Linked DNA regions of Oryctolagus cuniculus: region 1 is linked to region 2. Evidence: chromatin contacts called from public Hi-C data. All regions are on one chromosome and are shown on one strand. The core of a region is the stretch at or near the end of the contact, and the rest is flanking DNA. Distances in the headings are between cores, read along the strand shown. Region 1 has its middle 97 kb from the start of PTH. Region 2 has its middle 8.2 kb from the start of SPON1.

Evidence for each region. A called contact is a pair of places that touch in the nucleus more often than the background predicts.
Region 1: a contact with region 2 is called in a Hi-C map of an unstated tissue, with 3 times the contacts expected there. The contact joins two enhancer-like sites. A contact is called at or near these places in 2 of 6 Hi-C or Micro-C datasets (skin fibroblasts and an unstated tissue).

The regions. Positions count from the first base shown.
Region 1 is chr1:52,482,562-52,487,302 of mOryCun1.1, forward strand. No RefSeq gene overlaps it. Among named protein-coding and RNA genes, the nearest start is that of PTH, 97 kb to the right of the region's middle. Within about 2 kb of position 2,115, at least 1 of the 8 cell types and tissues checked has an H3K27ac peak or open chromatin away from gene starts, as enhancers often do.
Region 2 is chr1:52,297,652-52,302,474 of mOryCun1.1, forward strand. No RefSeq gene overlaps it. Among named protein-coding and RNA genes, the nearest start is that of SPON1, 8.2 kb to the left of the region's middle. Within about 2 kb of position 2,345, at least 1 of the 8 cell types and tissues checked has an H3K27ac peak or open chromatin away from gene starts, as enhancers often do.

The DNA.
Region 1 (4,741 bases), core at 865-3,364, 180 kb after region 2:
TAACTCCCTGTACCTTTCACTGTCACCTGATTTGGATACAGTCATTGCAGAGGTAATTAGTGAAGGTGAGCCCCTGCTGGAGTGGGATGCACCCCCATCTAATATGATTGGTGTCCTTCTAAAAAGAGTGGCTGGTGAAGAAACACACACAGGGCGAATGCCACGTGCGGCTGAAGGAAGAAATCAGGGTGGCGCGGCTACGAGCCGAGGGATGCCAGTGGCTTCCTGCAACCTTCCAGATGCTAGAAGAGGGATGAACAGTGCTTCCTCACAGCCCTCAGAAGGAACCAACATTTGGGACACCTTGTTATTGGTCTTTCAGCCTCCAGAACTGTGAGACAATGAGTTTCTGTTGTGTAAGCTCTCGCAGGCAGCTCTCGCAGGCTGCCGCACCATCTGCCACACTGTTTATGGGAACTAATACCTTGGCCAATGGACTTTGCATATCCTGGGCCTCCTGGCTCGGGCCTCACTCAGTCTCTGAATTTGCCTTGGTTCTGTTTCCAGGCTTACACACTTCTAATTATGATCGCCGCCCTTCCCCATGGCTGCTCAGCACGAGTGTGCAGGCCCCCGTGACACTCAGAGCTCTCCAGAATGTTGACAAGAGAGAATTTTTGTCCCCCTGAGCAGAGAGCCAGATTGGGCTGCCCTTATTGTAGGCTGGTTTCCAAAGCGTGCACAGGATGTGTGCACAGCAAGGGCTGGGCAAGACCTGGCGCTGGGATGCAAGAAGGAACCCCCAGACGTTATTGAGAGTGTGTTTAAAATTAGAAATGAATTAAGACCTAATAATATTTAATGTACTGTGTGGATTAACAATACAGCCTGTAAATAATTTATGAATGAATATTCCCATATGTGAGTGCATGCCCCCAGAACAATTTCAGTGGTGGTGATCGGGCGGTCACTGCCTTAGATAATATCGCTGCTGTATCTCTCATCTGCTCTTGTTTGACACGGATTCTTAAAGATCGTGAGTGCCTGGCTAAGTGATTTGGCCTCAACCCAGGCGCTGTGAGAAGGCTTTAAGTGAAGAGCAGGGAGCAGTTGGAGGTGAGGGTGGGGAGGAACAGCAGAATATTTAACAGGGAGGGTTCTGGAGCCAGCTGGATAATTTACAACATTGAGCGAGTGATGTAGCCTCTGTTTCCCTGTCTGTAGAAGAGGAGAATGAGAGAAGCCCCCTGATGTTGCTGCATGGATTAAACGAGAAAACACATTCAGAGCACTTCCTACAGACGTCAGCCCTAGCAGGCGAGCCAGCTGTCCACAAGGCTCTGTTAGGATTCTGTTTGAGCTCACTCTTCCCTTGCCCCCAGCCTAGTGTGAGATTCAGGCCTTGAACTACCATAGTCAAGAACTAGCTCTTCAAATATTGGTGGAAGCTGCCTGAAAAGCAGGATTTGAAGATGAATATATTCTTTGGTTCCAAAAACTCTTCCCTATTGCTCAATTCTGGGCATAATGGCTGTAAGGGGTTTTAATAACATGCAAAAGCTTGCCTGGAGGGTGTAAGCCAGTCTACATAGCATTTGTCTTCAAGATCTCCTCAGGGCCTGTGTTTGGCTTGAGACACCCACATCCCCTATCAGTATCCCTGGATCTGAGTCCTGGCTGATGCCAGCAATCCTAAGGTAGGAGGTGATAGCTCAAAACCTTGGGTTCCTGTTTCTCACATCGGAGACCTAGGTGGAGCTGCTGGTTCCTGGCTTCAGCCTGGTCCACTTCTGGATGCTGTGGCATTTGGGGAGTAGAACAGCAGATGGGAGATCTCTCTCTCACTCTCTCTCTCAAATAAATAAATAAATACACAGATTAAAAACAGAAAAGATCGAATCCAGGCTACCACACTCTAGAGTACCAACTTGTCTTCATTCTAATAGGGTAAGCTCTAAAACTAAACCAGTTCCTCTTCAAATGCTTTTTTTGCTTCAACATATTATTACTTCCTGGTTTAACTGTACCACGTTGTGCCTGCACCTGCCCCCACTGCTAATCAGCATTAATTGGATTTTTAAATGAAAAAATGACAGGTGGTGTTATGTTCTTAGACACTCAGCTTCTAGCTGGTTTTAAAATTGCATTCCTCTCCCCCTCAGAAATTCCAAGTCATTTTCACAGTGTAAGAAAGAACCTGCAGGTGCTGAATTTGTTCTTGTAGCCCTGATGCTGAGGGATCCTCTGCCAAATTGCATTCAAGAGCGCCATCTGCTGGCCCAAGTTCAAAATAAAAAGAAAATTAACGAATAAGCAGGTGCCTAAATGGTCTTGTGCTTTTAATCAGTCACTTAACAACTTAACCATGAAAACGAGCTTCCTAAGGCTAATGAGAGTTGCCCAATTTGCAGAAACCGGGTGTTTATTTTTGTAGCACAATTTTCCAGCTGCCTGCATCCTTTACGGTGTGTAGCATCTGCTTACGCTGCATTGTTGGAGTATATGGTTTTGCTTGGAGATTCCTCCTGGATCCTGAGGGGCAGAGCATGTGCTAGGTCTACCGGGTTGAACATCTGATTCAGGGGTCTGTACAGGTTCCTGCGTTCAATCTATGAGGGCCTAGGAATCAGGTACAAGTTCATTATATTAAAATATAAGTGGCGTCTCAGACCAGAGAAATGTAAGGCAGGTTGAACTTTGATTCTGTATAAAAGCAAAGGAGTGGATGTGAACTGAAGCAACATACTCCAAGGTCAGCATATCTATGGCTATTATTCTGCTCTTTTTTTAAAAAAAAAATTGCAGGTGCTTCAGCAATAATGAGATGTATGTGTTCCTGGGGGAGCAGAGAAGCACAGTTTCTGCAAAATTGCAAGCTAAAAATAATTAAGACTTATGGGGAAAATAGGACTGAGACAGACCATTCAGAACAAACAACCTTGCAACCAGAGCCTATCAAAGGCAGTAGCAATCTTGACAAAAACACCAGCAATTTTAAAAAGAATGCTCATTTCCTAAGAAAGAAATTCTGCAGAAAATAAAGACTTTTGCCTCAAAAAAGAAAAGAAAGGAAGATAAGGTCTCTGGGCGGAAGGCAATGGGAGAGAAGCTGTAGTCTTTGAGGCATATGGATGAGGAAAGACTGCATGGGAGCACGGAGAATCGAGGAAGGAGCACTGCTGGGATGGAGTACAGCTGCCCTGAGGCAGGACACAGGAGCCGTGAGAGCCGGGACCTCACAGCCTCCCTGGGCAGCTCCCTGCATTCAGTGGGGGTCATGCATTGCACTTGGGCTCCACCTTCTGACACTTGCTGGTCCAAGACGTGGGCAGCCCGGGAGCCTCACAGATGAACCAGCGCAACTCCCACACTTGACTGACATCATTCCGCCATGTAGCAACCACATTCGAGCTCATTTAAGTGAGAATCACACACAAACAAGCAAGTGTTTCAGCAAAACAGAGCGAGCGTGGGCTGCTTCCCCAGCGCACATCTTGACACCACGCCCCGCAGGCAGGATGGATTCTGTCAGACCCGCTCCCCAGCCAGCCTCTCTCCCGGAAAGAACTGACAAGGGAAAACACCCAAACCCGAAGAGAACCTCGTTCCCTGGCACTTGGACAGTGGAGGGAAGACGGTGGCCTTACCAACAGTCGCAAAGTCCCCTGGGGAGCATCTGTCAGGATTCCTGCTATTGCCAATGACAGAAAACGCAGCCAAGCAGGCTAAAGGGAGAAAACCGGGACAAGGGGAGGGGGGTAATGTACCGATCTGTGTTATTTAGAAAGTCCAAGGAGAACGAACCCCATGTAGGACTTGATCCAGTGGCCCAAAGTCTCTCTCGAAAACCTTCTATCGCTGAAATCTGGTGGTTTGTCTCTTGATCGGGTCTGTATTTGTTTTTCCAACCATTTTAAACCTCAGTTCTCTTTAGCTAAACACCAAAAACCTAGACTCTCTTCTTCTAAGGCGATTGGGAATTGTAAGCTCGAGAGCCGGACTAAAAATGAAATCAATCACACTTTTCAAGTGAAAATTAAATCAATGATACTTTTAAATCACACTCCTGCTATGTACTGCGCCAAAACCGCAGTGGGTGGGAGCGCACGCCCGGCCGGTGGAAGCTCACGGCGCTGAAGCGCCCCCTAACCCAGATATGAGGAGCTTGGGCTTCGGATCACAGCGCGACAGCTTGGAGATGCGCCCCTTCCTGGTCCTCCCCTGCCCTTCAGGAAAGTCCTGCTGGCCAATGTCACATTTGAGAAACGAGAGTGGTGACTCAGACTTAGCTGGGCCACACTTGAGTCAGGCTTCCAAAGCCACTCCTCAGCCCATCTGTGCACTCCTTGTAGAATCTAGCTTAGCAAAGAGCCCTGCCGAGTCCGCTTAGCGAGACTCCCTCCCCCTTGGTATCTGATCACCCTCCACCTCAGGTCAGCTTCTTCAGTGTCTGCCGTCCTGTAGGTCAGCTAAACCCGGCTTCCCCTGCCCTGCGTGTCTCCTCAGAGTGATTTCCCACTCCCTGAACCCAGCTCTGCTCCTTGGCTATCAATCCCACATGTGCTTCGCTGTATCTTCCATCGGCTGGTTCACTCCCCAGACGACAGCCAGGGCTTGACTGGACTGAAACCAGGATCCTGGAACTCCATCTGGGTCTCCCACATGGGCATCTTCTACTGCCGTCCCAGGCGTGTTAGCAGGGAGCTGGATAGGAAGTAGAGCAGGTGGGACTCAAACTAGCAACCATATGGGATGCCAGCACTGCAGGTTGTGGCCTATATACATGCATTCATTCATTCAT
Region 2 (4,823 bases), core at 1,095-3,594:
TGGTCCCAACCTGGAGACCTCTCAGTCTCCCTGCCTCGGGTTTCTGGAATAGAGAGAATGATGTGTCTGAATGCAATACAGCACGCCAGGTGCAGCGGTGGGCAGCTGCCAGGAGCAAGCACAGCATGTTCAGCCATGAACAGAACCCAGATAGAGCCTATATACCCCCTGTGATGCGCTCGCTATTAATCGACCACCCCTTCCCAAACAGCGCCACCTTTTTGAAATTCTGGGAACTTCCCAGCTTGGACCACATGACCATGGCGCACTACTGCCACCTGGTGACAGCATACTGAACATGCAGTGGCAATAAGTACGGATTCTCAAGTGCTCATTAAGTCACCTCCTTGGGCTTATTTTAGACTTGATTGTTTGCTCTTTGGGACTAGAGCTTTGAGTTTCCCACTGTGTGTAGAATAACATGTCAACATGAAGTAGGTGTTCAGTAAATTTTTGTGAATTTAAACCTGGCATTCATTCATCAAACACATATTGATTAACAGGAAGGAGGTAATTCCAAGTAAAATAAGACCTAATTCCTGCCTGCGGGATGCTAGGCAGACAGAGAAAGCAGATATTTGTAAAACAAAGAATCATTTGTTTTAACTATCAGTGGGAACATAGCGGGAGAAGTGATTAATTTTGCCTTGGTAAAGGTAACGTTTGAAAATGTACTCAACAGGGCTGGAGTTGTGGTCTAGCTGGTAGAGTTGCAGCCTGCAAAGCCAGCATCCCATATTGGTGCCAGTTTGTATCCCAGCTGCTTTGCTTCTGTTCCAGCTCCCTGATACCAGCCCAAATATCTGAGTTCCTGCCACCTTCATGGGAGACTTTGGTGAAGCTCCTGGCTTTGGCGTGGCCCAGCCCTGGGCAGCAATTTGGGGAGTGAACCAGCAGACGGAATCTCTCTCTCTCTCTCTCTCTGTAACCTGCCTTTCAAATAAATTAAATTTTTTTTTAGAAAAGAAAATGTACTCAACACCTTCTAGAAAGACAAATGAGACCTTGGTCACTGGACAAGAGGACTGGGTTGTATAGGCAGGGAAACAGCGAGTGCCAAGGTACTGAGGTGTGGAGAGGCAGGATGTGTCCTGGGTAATAGGATGGTCTTTTCAGTGGCCCTGTATGAAGATGGGCTATGGTCTTGTGGGAGTCTGGGGCAGGGGCGCATGATGGGAAGCATGTACAATGGTCCAGAGCAGAGCCATACACGGGCTGACGCCAGAGAAGGAGGGCTCGATGGGAGGAGTGTTTTGGAGGCAGGTGAAGAGGATGCGGTGCGTGGCACCGTGCAGGAGAGGAGGAGCAAGTCAGGCATGGCTCTGCACATTCTTACCTGGGCCACGGGGTGCTCCATGGTGGGGTAGTTATCTGAGCTGATGAATTGAGGAAGAGCAGCCGCCCGGCAGGTGGAAATGGGGGTGTGAGATGATATATATTCAGTCGTGGATATGCCACAATCGAGGAGTGTTTCAAGGAGGGCATGCCTAGAGGGCAGTCAAAGGTAACGGGTTCCCAGCTCAGGAGGCAGCAGGCAAGGCGCGGTGCCCCAACCCTCACTTTAAGATACTCTCAAAACAGAGCTGTCCTATGTGGCCTCTTCTCAGCTCTGTGCTCTGATTTCCAGACCAACAGATGAATTTGATGAGTTGCCCCCTTGCTAGCATGCTAATAGAGGTAGAATCATTTGAGTGAGCTGCTGGCCTCACCAGGCGGCACGTGGGCGTTCACAGTGGGGTCAGGGAGTGGGAAGTTGCCTGTGGTGGGGGAGGGGGAGCTTTGAGGCTTGGTGGCCCAGCTTCTGTGCTTGTGCTTCAGGCTGGACCTGGAGGGAAGCAGTGAGGGAGGGCAGTGGAAGGGGAAATGGACCCATGCCCCTCCTGACGCCTTGAGGAAGGGAAGGGGGAAGAGGAAAGGAGGACCGGAAGTGAGGAAGAAGAATGTGTATTTAGTGCACAAAGGAATATGGCAGAGTAGCAGAGCAACAGTGGGGGGAAGTGTGCTCCGTCCTATGGCCCTAGCGAAGTGCCCTGTGCCCTCATGTGCCCCAGGTTCAACCCCTCTCTTGGGCTGGAACACACAGCTACTGAAGTGTCAGGTTCACCCATGAAGTGCGGCTTGAAATAAGCTGACTTCCAACTGGGACTTCAAATACACAGCCCGAAGAGAAGATCTGGAACACAATTCAGCCCCCGACCTAATTTTTCGTAGAAAGCTGGAACCAAACCTATGGGTGTGAGCAGGTTTCAGAGGGAGTCAGAGGAAAACGTGTCTCCATTCATCAGATCATGCCGACGCTGAGTGTGCCGAGTCCTTTCCAGGGCCCCTGAAGGGCAGGAAGCTGTCCATTTTCCCACAAAGGGTTTGCAATTATCACAGCTGACAGCTCATATTGTGCCTACCTCGGGCCAGGCTGTGGTCTAAATGCGTCACACCTACTGGGTTCTCTCATCCTCACAACCACCCACGAGCTAGCTGGATGCTTCTGCTACCCCCACTTTGCAGATGAGTACACGGAGGGAGGCATAGACCACCTAGGCGACTTGCTTGCCCAAAGTCACCACCTGTTTGAGAGGCAGTAATCTAGATCTACAAGAGACGCTTTGGTGCCGATGAAGGACGAAGACAGATGGGCTCTGGGCTCCCCCACCATGTCCCAGAGTGAGAAATCCTCATGGGCTAGAGTTGTCCAAGGGCTCCGTGGGCCATGACGGATGGGTAGGATCTGGCCTAAGGAGGGGGAAAGGCACCGCAAGTAGCCAGGACTGGGGGGCTGTGCAACAGCGGTGGAGTGGTGGGAGCCACCTGGGCTGCAGCAGCGGAATCCTGGGCAAGGTGTTGGGGCAGGGGCAGAGCTGCAAGGAGCCTGCGGCGTTGGACTCCTCTCAAGAAGCTTTAAATGTGAAATGCACTTTCGTTCTCGGCCCAGTGCGTTTTAATGTCACGGCACAGGAGCCAGACTTTGGAGTGCATTCATTCAGCAGGCTCCATTAACTCATTAAACTTACATTTCACTTTTGTCTCTGTTCCCACCTTCTCCTTAACAGGACCTGGCATCTCAGATGCCGACCTTTGAGAAAGATTCTCATGCAGATCGGCAGTCCCCTTCCTTATCCTTGAAAATACAGCTCACGTGGCGCTTCCGCGATGGCTCTGCTCTCTGCCCCGGGCGGGGATGTCACTCCCGCCAGCGTCAGCCGCTTTGTGCACAACCTTGAGGCATTTACCACATGAGATCACCATCCATGAAGGCATTGTGCTGTCTCACAGGAGACCCAGAGTCCTTAAACGCTGCAATGGTTTGAGTCCCTTGTGCCTTTGACAGTGCCTGGCATGGAGCAGATGCTGAGTGTCTGCTGAGGAATGCAGAGGTGAACTGAAGAAATGTAAAGAATCATCTGGTGCCAGCCTTTAGCCCCTTGTGCGTCCTTTTATAAAACCAGCATAGCTCCCCTCACTTGGTTGTGATTTCGGTAGCCTATTTTTTAAATTACCTTCCTAGGGTTCATCACAATCGGTAATTATTTTATGGGCTTGTCTGCTCCTTTATTGTCTCCCTTCCTCGAGACAGTGGAAGCCCCAGGGAAGCATGCGCTGTCTTGTTCATTGCCCCATCTTCAGCTCCTTGCACTGCAGAGCCTGTGGTAAATGCCCACCAGCTGTTAGCAGACTGCAGGACTGAGTGTCACATGTCTCGTTAATTGTCCACATTCCTTTTGGATCCTTTAAGTGAGAGGACGCTCACCCAATCCTTCTCTTTCTTTCAGATAACTCTAATTGCTACCCAGATTTTTTTTTTTTACCTCTCCCTCTGTAGGGTCCTTACATAACAAGCCTAACTGTCTTACAAAGAGCAGCCTGTTGTGATTTGAAAATACGTCCACAAACTCTGTAACTCTCCCCTTCAAGAGGTAGAGCCTAATTCTCCCCTCGTGCTCAGGAACTTGCCCCACACTCAGGAACTTGCTTCCTTCTAATGACTGGAATAATACAGAAAATGCAGAGACAAAGTCTGCCAAGCCCTGTAACTTCCTCCAGACCCTCTTAGATGGCTTTGCCCTGCCAATCCCAGCTGCCATGGCCTGAGGTCACTCAGTGCAGCCCTGGGGAGAGACCCAGGTAACATCTTGGAAGTGAATCCTCCAGGGCAGACACGCCTGCCGCCCCTGCACTGCGCCAGCAGCCATGAGAGCTAGAGCCTCCCAGTCCAACGACCTCTGAATTCCTGACCTGCAGAAACCGAGAGGAGATATAGCAAAGAGAGTAAATAGTGATTATTTTAAGCCACTAAGTTTTGGCAAAATGTGCTATGCAGCAACAGAGACCCGGCACACAGTTCCTCACCTATTTCCAGAGAATTGCCACACGGCACTGCTTCTCCTCATTCCAGGTCAGACATGGTTTCTGGATCCCTCAGCCTCTGTCTCTCTCTGAGGGCCATGCAGCAGCTTGTCATCAACCCTGAAAAGGGCCAGCACCCAGAGCAGAGGACGGATCAAAGTCACCGCTGCACTAGCCCAGCAAGGAAGAGGCTCAATTTTCCCCTTCTAAATACTGCCACAGCAGCTCACTTTACTTTGATTCTCAACACCCTGCCATTTTATTAAAAAGTTTCAAACATGCAGAAAAGCTGAAAAACTTACTATTAACACTCATCTACCTACTACCAAGATTCTCCAATGAACATTTTACTACATACTTGCTTTATCACAAATCCACCTGTCCATCCCTCTATTGGTCCCTTAGTCTTTATTTGCTGGATGCATTTCAGAGTTAATTGATGGCATCCACGCCAACCTTCCAGCCAATCAGAATGTCCAAAT